2 separate regions of the Rattus norvegicus genome follow, and region 1 is linked to region 2. The links are chromatin contacts, called in public Hi-C maps. All regions are on one chromosome and are shown on one strand. Each heading gives the region's core, a stretch centred on a gene start, on an enhancer-like site or on the middle of the called end of the contact. The rest is flanking DNA. Distances are from core to core; before and after follow the strand shown.

Region 1 (6,482 bases), core at 3,870-6,369, 380 kb before region 2:
AGAATTCCTTCAAGATTATATTGACCTCCCAGAAATTCAGAGGTGTGCACAATTTCCCTACTTTGACTGCTTAGATGGGGGTCTCCAAAGAATACTTAGAGCTGCGGTTGTGGTTTGTGTGAGAAAGTTCCCAAGGGTCATATATACTTGGACGTTTGTCCCTGGTTGGTGGCAGTTAAAATGTCAAGCTGTTTGGGGAAGCTTGTGCATCTGTTGGATGAGGAATGTCATGGACGCTGTCTTTGACTGTTTAAATGACTCCCTTTCCAGTTCTGCTTTGTGCTTGCTTTCAAGACACTGACTCAGCTTGCTGTGCCTGCTGCCTGCCATGCATGGCCTACCATCATGTATGTACACATGCAGATTGTCTGTGTCTGGTTCTGTTACTCTGCCAGATTAAGACATCCTTTAAACCACTAAATTGTCCACTGGGTTTGGGGTTTTAGTGTAATTAAGAAAAGTCAAATGAATTTCATCATTTTCATTCGAAGGAAACAATTACATTATCAGGTTGGCATGGTAAGTATATTTCTGCATAAACAGAATTGCTCTCCAGTTTGGCCTGAGTCTGATTTTTAATATTCTTGATTGAATCTATGTTCTTGGGAGAGATTTCTGCTACCAGTTACCTGAAAAAAGTTTTTGATTATCAAAGCAGTTCCAAATGTGTTGCTGGTTTTATTTGAAAATTGTATTCATGAAGCCTAACATTGAATATATCGATTCCATCTGTAGGAAAAGAGGGGATGGCTTACAAACCTGATTTGATTTCTTGTCACACTCAGAATTGTGGTTTCACCAAAGTGCTCTGTTTATGTCACCGCTGTAGATACAGACCTATGCTAGGATATGTGGATTAGGTAGGGATCACAGGCTCACCTCACCACAATGGGGTCATCGAACCCCTTTCTACATGGGAAACCTAGTACCCTCATTTGCATTGCCAGACTCCTCAAAACCACTGACTTACCTGGAGATGAAAATTCAACCCAGAAGAGCAGGCCAATCCACTCCCATCTTGGTGAACCAATGGATTGGGAATTGTTTGATGTTACTTAAGAGCACGGTGAGTGGTGTCCCTAGTTTGCTTTCTATTGTGGTAAACACCAAGGCCAAAAGCAACCTGGGGAGGAAAGGGTTTATTTGTCCTGCAGCTCACAGCCCATCCTGAAGGGAAAGTAGCACAGGCACTGAAGCTGTGAAGGGGTGCTGCTTACTGGCCTTTAGCTACCTTTCATACACCTCCTAGGATCAGGTAAGGGGTATCACTATCCACAGTGGATTGGGCCCACCCTTCCACATCAACTACTGAACAAGATAATGCCCTCTACAGGCCGATCTGATGGAGACATTTTCTTAATTGAGGTTCCTCTCCTCAGGTGACACTAGGTTGTCAAGTTGGCAAACCAGTTTAAGTGCCAGAGGCCACCTTACCAAGCCTCCCCATCTCTCCTAGTCGTGCACAGGGCCTCCTGAGCCTTGTCAGTCCCCTCAGCTTCCTTCAACCCTTCCTGGCTCCCTTCAAGCCACAGAAAACAGAAACCCATTTGATAGTTTTGAATGGGCCAAGTGTTTGCAAACCGGATGACTGGAATATGTGAACTTTTGGTGGCTTGAATGACAATGGCTCTCATCGTTCAGGTATCTAAAATCCTTGGTCTCTGGTTGGCAAAAGTGTTTCTGATAAGGATTAGGTGTGACCTTGCTGGAGGTGTCACTCAAAAGCCCATGCCAGGCCCAATCTTTCTGCCTCCCATTTGTGGATCAGATATAAGCCCTCAGCCACTGAGCCATCATGCCTGCCATGGACTTAGCCTCTGTAAGCAAGCCCCAAATAAAAGTTTTCTTTGGAAGTTGCCTTGGTCGTGGTGTTTTGACAATGGAGAAGTAATTGGGTCGGAACCCAAGTCCGATTCTCTCAAGCTTATGTACTTAATCACCAGAGCATTTAGCCTTGCCTCTGGATTTGTGGAGTCGGGATTTAGCATGCCAGTCAGTGCCAACAATGGCATGAGTTAAACCTTTTCTTTCCAGAAACGCAAAATTTAATAGACCAGTTCTCTGGGATCCAAAGTCACACCTGGCTCTGCAGGGAAACAAGTCCTGCCCACACTATACCCTGTGTCACTGAACTGCTGTTCTCTGCAGGAAAGGGTCAGTGTGCAAATAAAACCAAGCACTGTAAGTCTACCCAGTCTGACTTCAGGCCATGCTGTCTTTAGTCTCCTGTATGAAACACTAGCCCTTTAAATTAACCTCAAGAACTTTATCAAGAACCACAGGACGAGCTGATTTTGCAGAATGTTTCTGCCAATTTCCAACAACTCTCAGTATAGTATTTGAAGGGATTCTAAGTATCTCTGGAGCAATGAAGGTTGGGTGGAAATGGCAGTTATCTTGTATCTTTTTAGCTTGCTCTTCCAGTACCAGGGAAGATTAAAGAATCGTGAGAAAAGGACAGATGGGTTTGGTCTTCCCACCTTTGTCCTTTTCTCTTCCTGACGTTGGTAAGTATCTTTCAGACGCTTATCTTTTGTATATTAGACTCTATCAAAACCAGCACTAGGAAACTAGACTGAGTCTGTCCGCGTGCATACAGTGGGTGACTGCTTATCTATTAGCTTGAAGGGATATCACAGTTCTGACAAGTGAATATCATTTGAGCCAGTCTCCTGTGCAGCCCTGTCTGGGAACATGTATCTCAGACTGGCCTTCCAGGGTCTTCCTCAGTTTCCCACGTTCTGGAATTTGGGTCTAAATCACACCTGGCTACAGTCCTTTAAAATTTATCCTAGGAAAAGCTGTCCTACAGGTATGACAAAGGACCTGTCCTTGTCACCCCATGATTTATGGTCACTGGGGAAGAGACTCACAAAGGTCCCTTCCACTCTTACCACTCCCCAGGATTTACAGCTATTTTTTCCCAATGGTACAGCCACCAATGTTGCTGTTTATAAGGAACCCCAACTTAAACTCACTGGTTCACCAAGCTACAATAGGGCGGGCACACTTCTGATCCTGTCAACAGTGAGCCAATATTTGGTCACATCTTACCTGCTCATATTTATCTATACTTTGTCACCAGGGCAAACCCTTAGTCCTCGTAGATGGTATTTTTCAATGTAAGCACCGAATGCTAATACATAGTTCCTAAAATAATCTTAGTCTTCCAAAATTGTATCATGAAAAGCTTACCTCCTGAAATTGCCCACAATGCCACTGGAGTCTGTTCTCCTCCGGTGTCAGAGGGGACAACCTGCCTCTTTATCAACGGTGTGACAAGCCTTTGTACATCTTTCAAGATGAGCGCCAAGAATTCCAATGTCAACACAAACAGTGGAGAACCAAACACTAACAGACACCGATTTGTAATATATTATTTATTTGTCCTTTTTCCTGTCATCAGAAACCATGAAAAAAAAAAAAACAAACGTGGGTTTCAGGACAGTGGAACCTAGCTGGCCTTATTCACAGCTGTATCCTCCCAGATACTGGCCCGTGGCATATGTGGATATCAAACCGATACTGGGGATGAAATAAATTTCGAGAGAAAATACTGCAAATGAAGAGGAAGACTTCAACTCTGACAACCCCCCGGGGGGGGGGGGGGGGGATAAGCCCAGAGTGAAACCTACCCTGGGATGTTTTGTGGATCCTGTGGATAGAGTTACTGAGCATGAAATGAACAGCCAAGAGAAAAATCAAATTTCCAGAGCCCTAGTGTTGGTCTCTCCGTGTTAACTCACATGACCCTTCCCTTCATTACCGTGCCATCACACAACTCTACAGCTATGGGAAAACAAGAAACCAGATTTCAGGAAAGTTAACAGTCATCCCTAAAAGTTGGGTTTGGTTTTAAGTAAAAACAAAAGAGGTTGTTAGGAAGCTAAAACTCGAGAGGAAATGTATATATGTTATGTATGTATGTATGTATATATACATACACATATATACAAACACACACACGTGTGTGCATTATGATCTAATGTAGTTCAGGAATGGCCTTGAACTTGCTATGTAACAACGAATATCGTTCTACTTCCGAAATACAGAGATGGTGAGAGGGCACCACCGTAAGCAACAAGAGACAATCATTTTAAGAGCAGCTAAACGTACACTACTTAAGACTGTGGGCCCCGCTGTTATGCAACACCATCCAGAGAGCAAACTCCACGACTCACTTCCGTATTACACAAGTTATTTCACTTTAAAGAATCGTGAACACAAGCGTGCGAGGTGAAGATGCCTGGCACTCTGATCGCGAATAGGTAACATCTATTAGCTTAAAATAGTGAATAACTACCACCCACCAAGGATCCTAAGTTCTTGTCTTTTCCAAACTGCTCAACCTTTCTAAGTATGACCAGCGGGGCAGCTTCTTGTTCACAGCTCAAAACACCTCCCCTACCACTTTTCCCTGAGGACTGGGGACTTGGGCAAAGTCAATTTCAAAGCAGCCTCCCCGCACTGGCTCCGCTTCTCCTGCCCACTGTGATGCAAGGGGGATCTCCCAACCCAAACGCTGGGTTCCTCCAGCTCGCACATGGCCACACGGGTGGCCTGTGTCCCGCTTAAGTTTGAGACTCGTCCCCACCCAACACCCCGTCGGTCCCGTGACTACACAGCTCTCGGGATTACTCGCTTTTCACCGACTTTATTGGCTGCGGACTGTAGCGGGCTCAGCACCGGTAGAGTTCACTTGCTCTTCACCTTCTGGCTCTCCGTCTTCTTGGGCAGCAGCACGGCCTGGATGTTGGGCAGGACACCGCCCTGCGCGATGGTCACACGGCCCAGAAGCTTGTTGAGCTCTTCGTCGTTGCGGATAGCCAGCTGCAGGTGGCGAGGGATGATGCGCGTCTTCTTGTTGTCCCTCGCCGCGTTGCCCGCCAGTTCCAGGATCTCGGCCGTCAGGTACTCCAGCACCGCCGCCAGGTACACGGGCGCTCCCGCGCCCACGCGCTCCGCGTAGTTGCCCTTGCGCAGCAGCCGGTGAACACGGCCCACGGGGAACTGGAGGCCCGCGCGCGACGAGCGCGACTTGGCCTTGGCCCGCACCTTACCCCCCTGCTTGCCTCGCCCGGACATGCTGGACCCGGCTCCTGAAGTTCCAACACCGGCTCGCTCAGTTCCGGGACGCCGCGCGCCACCCCGGAACTGCCTAGCCAAACTGCAGTGGCTGCCGCCCGTGACAGACAGGTGCCTCACCCAATCAGCTCGCGAAAGCAGAGGCCCCGCCCTTCCAGATGCCTCCCAATCAAAAGCGCAAATTTCTAGTCCTAATTTACATAGCTCACAGGTATACTCAATCTTGTTGGAATTGGGTGCTTAGGATGTGGAGTTAACTGCGTGGTTCGCTTCTGTAATCCCGGCACTAGGATAGCCTAGGCAGGATTGCTAGAAGCCTAAAGTCAGGTGTAGCTATTCCAAGATCCAGACCAGCCTAATGAGAAAGAAGGTACGGAGGGAGGGCAGGGGAAAAAGGGAGTTAAGCAAAGCCATATTTGGTTCGAGTTGGCAATCCCAGCTCTTGGAGGAGATGAAGTAGGAAATCGCAAGTACAAAGACAGCCTGGGCTACATTGTGAGTTATAGACAAAGCTAAGAAGTGAGACCTTATCTCAAAAAATAAAAATTATGATGTTGGCACTTCCTTTACGCTCCGCCCCACAGTTACCTGGCAATAGCCAGGGCTGACTGGCTCACTATGAAAGGGGCTGCTTGCCCCCTCCTCACTTTTCTCTTACTCTCTTTACCCGCCTGTCCCTTCCCTTTCCATTCCCCTACACCTCCCTCCACGTGTTCATGCCCTCTCCCCCCGCCTTTGTCTCTACTACCCCTCAACTCCCCTCCCCATGCCCTAAATAAACTACTATACCTAGTCCTGTGGCTGGTACCTCAGGGGGAAAGGATGCCTCAGCATGGCCCACAGATGCACCCGGACTCCTGCACAATACCGCTCCTCTACCAAACACCCTTGGCTTCTTTTTCTTTTTTTTAAAACACAACAGTATGCATAGTTTGGTGTTCGGTGACTATGAATAAACCCAGCTGATGCAGGAGGATGAAAAACTTGAACTGAATCTGGACCTGGAGACAATACAAAATTAAGGATCGCTCGGAAGAGCAGCCTTGTGCCCTCATACCGTACTTATGCAAATTAGGGTCTCCAGTGTATCCAATGGGGACATCCAAATCGGTAATGCTCTGACTCCAGGAGTCTGTGTCCGAGCTCTTCCACCTCAACTATATAGCTTACTGGGTGAACTCGGCCTGCCTAGAACGAAGCACATCATCCCCCTCCACACCTGGAGAGGTAGCTGCAAAAGAGGATTTCTGGGTTTTCTGACTGTTTTTGTTTTTGAGACTTTGTGTAGCCCTGACTGCCCCGAACTCCCTATGTGGACCAGGCTGGCTTGAACTCAGAGATCTGCCTGCTTCCCTGGTGCTGGGCTTAAAGTTGTGTGCAGCCACCAGCCTAGGACA
Region 2 (6,447 bases), core at 662-3,161:
CCCTCCCTCCCTCCCTTCCTCCCTCTTTCCAGTGTCTCCAGTGGCCCAGGCTGATCTCCAAGTTGCTATGTACTAGAAAATGATCTTGAATTTCTGATCTCCCTGCCTCTACTTCCCCAGTGCTGGGAGAACAGGTGTGCCACCATGCCCAGTGTATGTGGTGCTGGGGATTGAACCCTTGTACAGGCTGGACAGGCACTGTAGCAGCTGAGATAAACTCACAGACCAATAGTCACCTTTAGGGAGACAGGAGAGGAGGGGAGGGGCTTTGAGAACATCAGTAATCCTTTGCTTTTTTGTTGTTTGTCTTTCCAGACAGGGGTTCTCTGTGTAGCCCTGGCTAATCCTGGAACTTGTTCTGTACAACACAGTCAGCCCTCTGTAATGCCCAAAGTTAACCTGTAAGCCCTACCTGCCAAGACACCAGGTCACTTCCATGAATGCTGGGAATTTGTAGTTCTCGGGAAATAACAAAGCCTCATGGGAAAAGTACAGTGGCCTATTGGTTTGTCCATATGAGCCCCTGCAACATCAGGCTGGAGGCCATTCTCAGGTGGGAAAATCTGAGTAACAGACCTAACCAAAGTCTATCCCTTGGTCAGTATTTAATATTTAATAAAGTTTGCTTCAAATTTGACCCAAAATGCTGGAGTTGATTTTTTTCTGGCGAATCTCAGGATCAACATCTCCAACTCAAGAGATCCACCTGCCTCTGCCTCCGAGTGCTGGGGATTAAAGGAATGTGCCACCACTGCCTGGGTACTACTTTACTTCTCTACCTCAGCTGCACAGTGTTCTGTGCTGAACAGTGCAGAGAACAATCTGTGGCAGATGCATTTTTTATTTCGTATGAGTGAGTTTGATGAGTCTACAGCAAGCCAAAGAAAAAGTCAAAACAGTAAGTGTTGGATAGATGGACAGTAAACCATCATCAAATCAGGTGCTCAAATTATCCAGGAGAAATTGACCGGGAAGACCCCGTTAAGGTAGCCCGCTGGAGTTCTTGATAGCTACAGGTTTGTCAGAGTAGGGTGTTTCCCTCCACCGGGCTTCCAAGCAAATAATTTCGGGAAGGTGACATCATCACACAAGGTGCTCACAACATCCAAAAGAACCTGGGGTGGTTGAGGCATCAGCTGGAGTCCCAGGTTGAGCTTTCTGTCTGTGGGCAAACGGTGTGTGTCCCCGCCCCCCGCCCCCGCATCTTTATATAACGGGAGAAAAGACAGTGGCCTCTGTAGGAAACGGTTCATCTTCCAGCTGTTCTCAAGGACACAGTGTTTTCACTTTGGGGCTGTTTGCTGCTCTCTGTCGCCATGCCACATTTTTTTTTTTTTTTTTTTTTTTGGTTCTTTTTTCGGAGCTGGGGACCGAACCCAGGGCCTTGTGCTTCTTAGGCAAGCGCTCTACCACTGCGCTAAATCCCCAGCCCCGCCATGCCACATTTAATGGAACCATCTCACACTCAGACAAGGGGCCTTGAAGAACACTTTGAGACAAATATACTCTGAAAACCCGATTTCAGGAGTCGGGATTGCAGCGAGCTTGAACAACGCATGACGATTTTCCACGAAGTATCTCACAGGTACAGAGGTTGGGAAGGGGATTTACGGATTTCTCTCCTTGTCCAGACTCAAGTCCCTCTCTTCTTGCATAGGTTGGGTCTTGGGTAGGCTGAGGCTGGACTATTTCAATGCACTAGTGAGCTTGTTTCTTGCTAGATTCTGATTGGATCCAGCTAGTGGGGAGCAGCCAAAGACCGTGGGGTGAGGTGGGGTGGACTGGAGGAGAAGAAAGCTGGGAGAGCATTCTTAAGTTTCTGTTTTGCAATATTTCCTTAGTCCACACAAGTATGCAGGAAATACCTCAGATACACATGGTGGTTGGCCTGGAATGTGGTGTGTGGCTGTGGTGCTGACTTGGCAGGAGAGAGCAGGAAGGAGAGAGAGTCAGACACAGAGGGGAAGACAGAGCCTTTTCCAAAGGGATAAAGGAAGTGATTTCCAAACCTTGCCTTCTCCTCTCACCCTCTTTTTGTTTCTTTAAAAACTAAACATTTATTTTTTAATTGGAGTGTGTGTGTGTGTATGTGTGTGTGTGAGTGTATGTGAGTGCGTGTGTGTGTGTGTGTGTGAGTGTGTGTGTGTGTGTGTGTGTGTGTGTGTGTGTGTGTGTGTAGGTGTCCAAGGAGGCCAGATGAAGGCATCAGATCCTCTAGAACTGGAGTTATAGGCATTTGTGAACCACCAGTGCTGGGATTTGAACTCAGGTCCTATGCAAGAGCAGTACTTGCTCTCGACTGATGAGTCATCTCTCCAGTCCTGTTGCTTGTTGTTTTTGTTTGTTTGTTTGGGTTTTTTTTTTTTTTTTTTTTGTGAGACAGGGTTTCATGTAGCCCAGGCTAGCCTCAAACATCTAATTCTCCAGCCTCCACTTACAGGAGTATGTCATCTTGGTGAGTTTATGTTGTGCTGGAGATCACACTGAGTTCTGTACACGCTAAACAAGCACTCTAAAGTATATCCCAAGTGCCCCTCCCCAAAACTCCCCTCCCCCCGCCCCTGCCCCACAATCTTTTTTTTTTTTTTTTAAGGAGTTAGCATCTAAAGGGCTAAGGAGTGGATCAGTTCCGACCCTGTCTTGGGTACAGAGGGCTAGAGTGAAATTTCAAAGACAAAACTAGAGGAACAGGTCACACTGGGCTGCCAGTCTAGTAGGGCAAGTGTAAGAACTGCAGCTGAAGTCTGGTATTCATAAAGAAGGAGGCTGGGCCCGAGTGAGCAGAAGCTGTGGTGAGCGGAGTGGGGGGGAGGGAGGGAGGGAGTCAAGAACAGAGGTACAGCTGGGGTTTCACTTAATCCTCACCTGGACTCTTGAAGCCATTAGATCACACAGGTTCTCAACCCGTGGGTTGTGACACCTTTGGGGGACTGAATGCCTCTTTCACAGGGGTCACATATCAGATATGCTGTATATCACATATTTACATTATGATTCATAACAGTAGCAAAATTACAGTTATGAAGTAGCATCAAAAATAATTTTATGGCTGGGTCACCACAGCGTGCTGAACTGTATTACAGGGTCACTATTGGGGTGACCTTCCTCAAATTGTATGAAGGTGTGCCCTTGTCTTTTCAATTATTAATTCTGTGCCAGCAGGGAGCTGAGTGCCTGCAGGATTTTGGTAGTGTCATTTCTCTGGCCCATGGCGGGGGGGGGGGGGGGGGGGGGGGTGTGGTTCTTTTGTGTCTTTCTCACCTGCCTAAAGGCAAGCTAAGAGATGTATCAGGCAGATGTATCAAGCACTGTCTTACCGCTGATTGGTTACAATAAAGATCTGACAGGGAATAGCTGGGCCAGAAAGTACAAGGGCGGAATTTTTGGATAGAGAGTGTGGCGGGGAGAGGCAAACTGAAGCAAGAGATTTGGAAGCCGACCCAGAAGGGAGCAGGGAGGTATAGAGCAAGTCACCATGAAACAGGTCGCAGGCTAGAATAGTCAGGTTAAGTTTAAACTGTAGGTGGGTGACTGCCCCAGCAAAAGGCCTAAGCTTTAACTCTATAAAAGTCTCGGAGTCATTCTTTACACTGCCGGTGGTCTGAGAAGGTCAGGGAGTAGTTGCAGTGTTAGGAAGGTGAGAACTACTGCTTTAGACAGTCAGCTACCGCACTTTCAATCTTGAAATCCAATTTCCCCTCAAAACATTCTCTGTGATTAAAACAAAAACAAAACAAAACAAACCCAAGTGAATTGTTACAACGTTTCTTTCTCAACCCAGACATCTCTAACCCATTCTTGTCCTGTAGCCATTTTTCTCTGTTGTGCAAACATGATCAAGTTCAGCTCTCTCACATCTGGAAGGAAATCTCAACTCTTCCTTTTGAGATGAGGCATCTTTAATTTGTTCCTTCTGTTTTTGGGACTCTACACTCTCCCTGGGCCCCTAACCTTGTCAATCTAAGGTTATAGTTTCCTTAGAGCAGTTTCTCACCCTGGCCCTGTTCCGGTCAGACCATTTATTTGCTGAGGGAGGCTTTCTGTGTGTTGAGGGTGTTTCCTGTCTCGCTGGCTTCAACCTCTAGCCCCGGCTATTAACATTGCAGCAGCTGTGACAACCAAATCGTTTTCTGGTCACCCTAAAATCTTTTTAGGGTCGAAATTGTCTTTGATTAACCACAACTTGGGGGCGGGTAGAGTGTGCTATTCCCCAACTTTCCTTTCCTCTTCCTCCCAACTCCCCACCCCTTGCATGTTCATGGGTTTACCACAACCTGCACTTGACTCCCTCCCCTCCCCTCTGTAGGTTGGACAACCTTGAATGTAGGTCCTTGCCTTCTAGCTTGTTTGAGATGGATCCACTATTTTTATGCCAAGCTGACTACAAAGCTTCCAGGAATTTGCTCTATCTTTTTAGAACAATGGGTACTGGGCTAAAGAGATGGCTGCTCTTCCAGAGGTCCTGAGTTCAAATCCCAGCAACCACATGGTGGCTCACAACCATCTGTAATGAGATCTGATGCCCTCTTCTGGTGTGTCTGAAGACAGCTACAGTGTACTCATGTATAATAAATAAATAAATCTTTGGAAAAAAATGGATACTATTGCAATTGCTTTACCTGAACTCAGATCCTCCATTTATTTGCTGAGCCGTCTCTATAGCCCATCTGTTTTTCTTCTTCACAGGGTGATGTTTTCACTGTGGCCAGCTCCACAAACATGGCCTCCACTCAGCCCTCTGTGACTCCGTGGAGGAGGCAAGCTTGGCTGCAGGAACACAGCACGGTACCTTCTTGGCTGCATATTCAACCATATTCTAATATATTACTTGTCTCCAAGTTAGACTGAGGGATCAGGCCTTCACAATGTCATGGTTTGGTGTTCCCATTTTAAGTGCTATCCTGTGTCCTTAGCTAAAGCTGGCCTAGAGTGCTGGCAGTGTTGGCTTTTCATCTAGGCTCCGCCCCACAGTTACCTGGCAACAGCCAAGTGTGCCTGACTCACTATAAAAGGGGCTGCTTGCCCCCCTCCTCTCTCTCCTGCTCTCTCCTCTTGCTCCCACTCCCCTTCTCTCCCTCCCTCCTCTCTATGGCTGGCCTCTACAGCTCTTCTCTCTCTCTCTCTCTCTCTCTCTCTCTCTCTCTCTCTCTCTCTCTCTCTCTCCCTCCCTCCCATCCTCCCTCCCTCCTCTCCCTTTCTCTGTCTCTACCACCCCTTCAACTCTCCTCCCCATTCCCTGAATAAACTATATTCTATATTATACCATTCCATGATGGCTGGTCCCTCAGGGGAAGGTATGCCTGGGCATGGGCCCGCAGAGGCACCCCCTTCCTCCACACCTGACGACACATCCACCAAACACACTCCTTCTCTCTATATGTATTTTTATAAAATACAACAGACAGTAACCATACATGATTTTAAAATGTCTCAATTTTGAATATTAGTAAAACAGTTTTTAAAAATGACATTTAAGGGTTAGCAAGATGGCTCAGCAGGTAAGGTGTTTGCTGCTAACCCTGCCAGCCTGAGTTGTATTCCAGGATTCTACACAGTGGAAGGAGAGAACCTGCAGGTTGTCCTCTGACCTCAAATGCACACGTGCATACATGCACTGTAAAAAAAAAAAAGTAAAAATGACATTTAAAAGCCAATCGATATTTTCTTTTTCCATAGCTGATGTGATGTCTGTGACGGCCAGATTTGATTTACTGCATCTACAGTGGGTGTGTGCATGTGCGTATGCACCTCTGTGTGCAGGGCTGGCCCCTAGATCTGCCTGTCCTCATTATTGCTGGCCTCATAAGCAAGCACCGACACACTCAGCTCTTTGATGTGGGTTCTGAGTCTAACTCAGGTCCTCCTGCCTGCGGGGCAAGCTTTCTTCTGAGTTATCCCCCCAGTTCCCAAAACATCATGTTTTATATGCGGTTTGTGCACGGTTGTTTCTAGTTCTCCAACCTGGTGTTCCTCTTATTACACTGGTTATCATGGAGCCCAGGCTGGCTTCAAACTCATGTGACTAAGGCTGGAAATGAGCTCCTGACATTCCTGCCTCCCCTTTCCCGTTACTGGGATTTCAAGTGTTTGCCGGCACACGTTGCTTCAGTGTTCGAATGCAGTTTATAGATTACTTGTCCATATCTACAGTGGAAGACTTTATAGCTTTATAACATATAGCCGTTTAATATCACAGTATTTATAGAGTACGTATCATTTGCCTCTGATGATATCATCAGGCAGCACAGGACATGTGCATGCTTTAAAACACACAGAGCTGTATAATTACTCAACAGTGAGCTCAGTACTTCATCGAGTTACTTAGGACCATCCACGACTTAAAATGTATTCTGGCGGCTGGAGAGATAGCTCAGTGCTGAAGAGGACTCGTTGCTCTTCCAGAGGACCCAGATTCAGTTCCCAGCTCCCAAGTCCGGCAACTCGCAG

What was found. A called contact is a pair of places that touch in the nucleus more often than the background predicts.
Region 1: a Hi-C map of the A7r5 cell line shows a contact between it and region 2, with 4 times the contacts expected there. The contact joins the promoter of H2aj here to the enhancer-like site in region 2. A contact is called at or near these places in 3 of 12 Hi-C or Micro-C datasets (the A7r5 cell line, frontal cortex and prefrontal cortex) and 1 of 1 datasets of contacts at active chromatin or transcription factors (oligodendrocytes).

The regions. Positions count from the first base shown.
Region 1 is chr4:171,405,559-171,412,040 of GRCr8, reverse strand. It overlaps H2aj (H2A.J histone), which reads right to left and starts at 5,119. Exons shown (of 1, transcript NM_001109610.2): 1 at 4,635-5,119. The coding sequence starts at 5,085. The coding sequence ends at 4,696.
Region 2 is chr4:171,024,150-171,030,596 of GRCr8, reverse strand. It overlaps LOC103692246 (a long non-coding RNA gene), which reads right to left. Exons shown (of 3, transcript XR_005504019.2): 2 at 6,295-6,447; 3 at 5,234-5,614. Among named protein-coding and RNA genes, the nearest start is that of Atf7ip, 90 kb to the left of the region's middle. Within about 2 kb of position 1,911, at least 10 of the 93 cell types and tissues checked have an H3K27ac peak or open chromatin away from gene starts, as enhancers often do. A contact at or near this core is called in the A7r5 cell line, where this site is marked.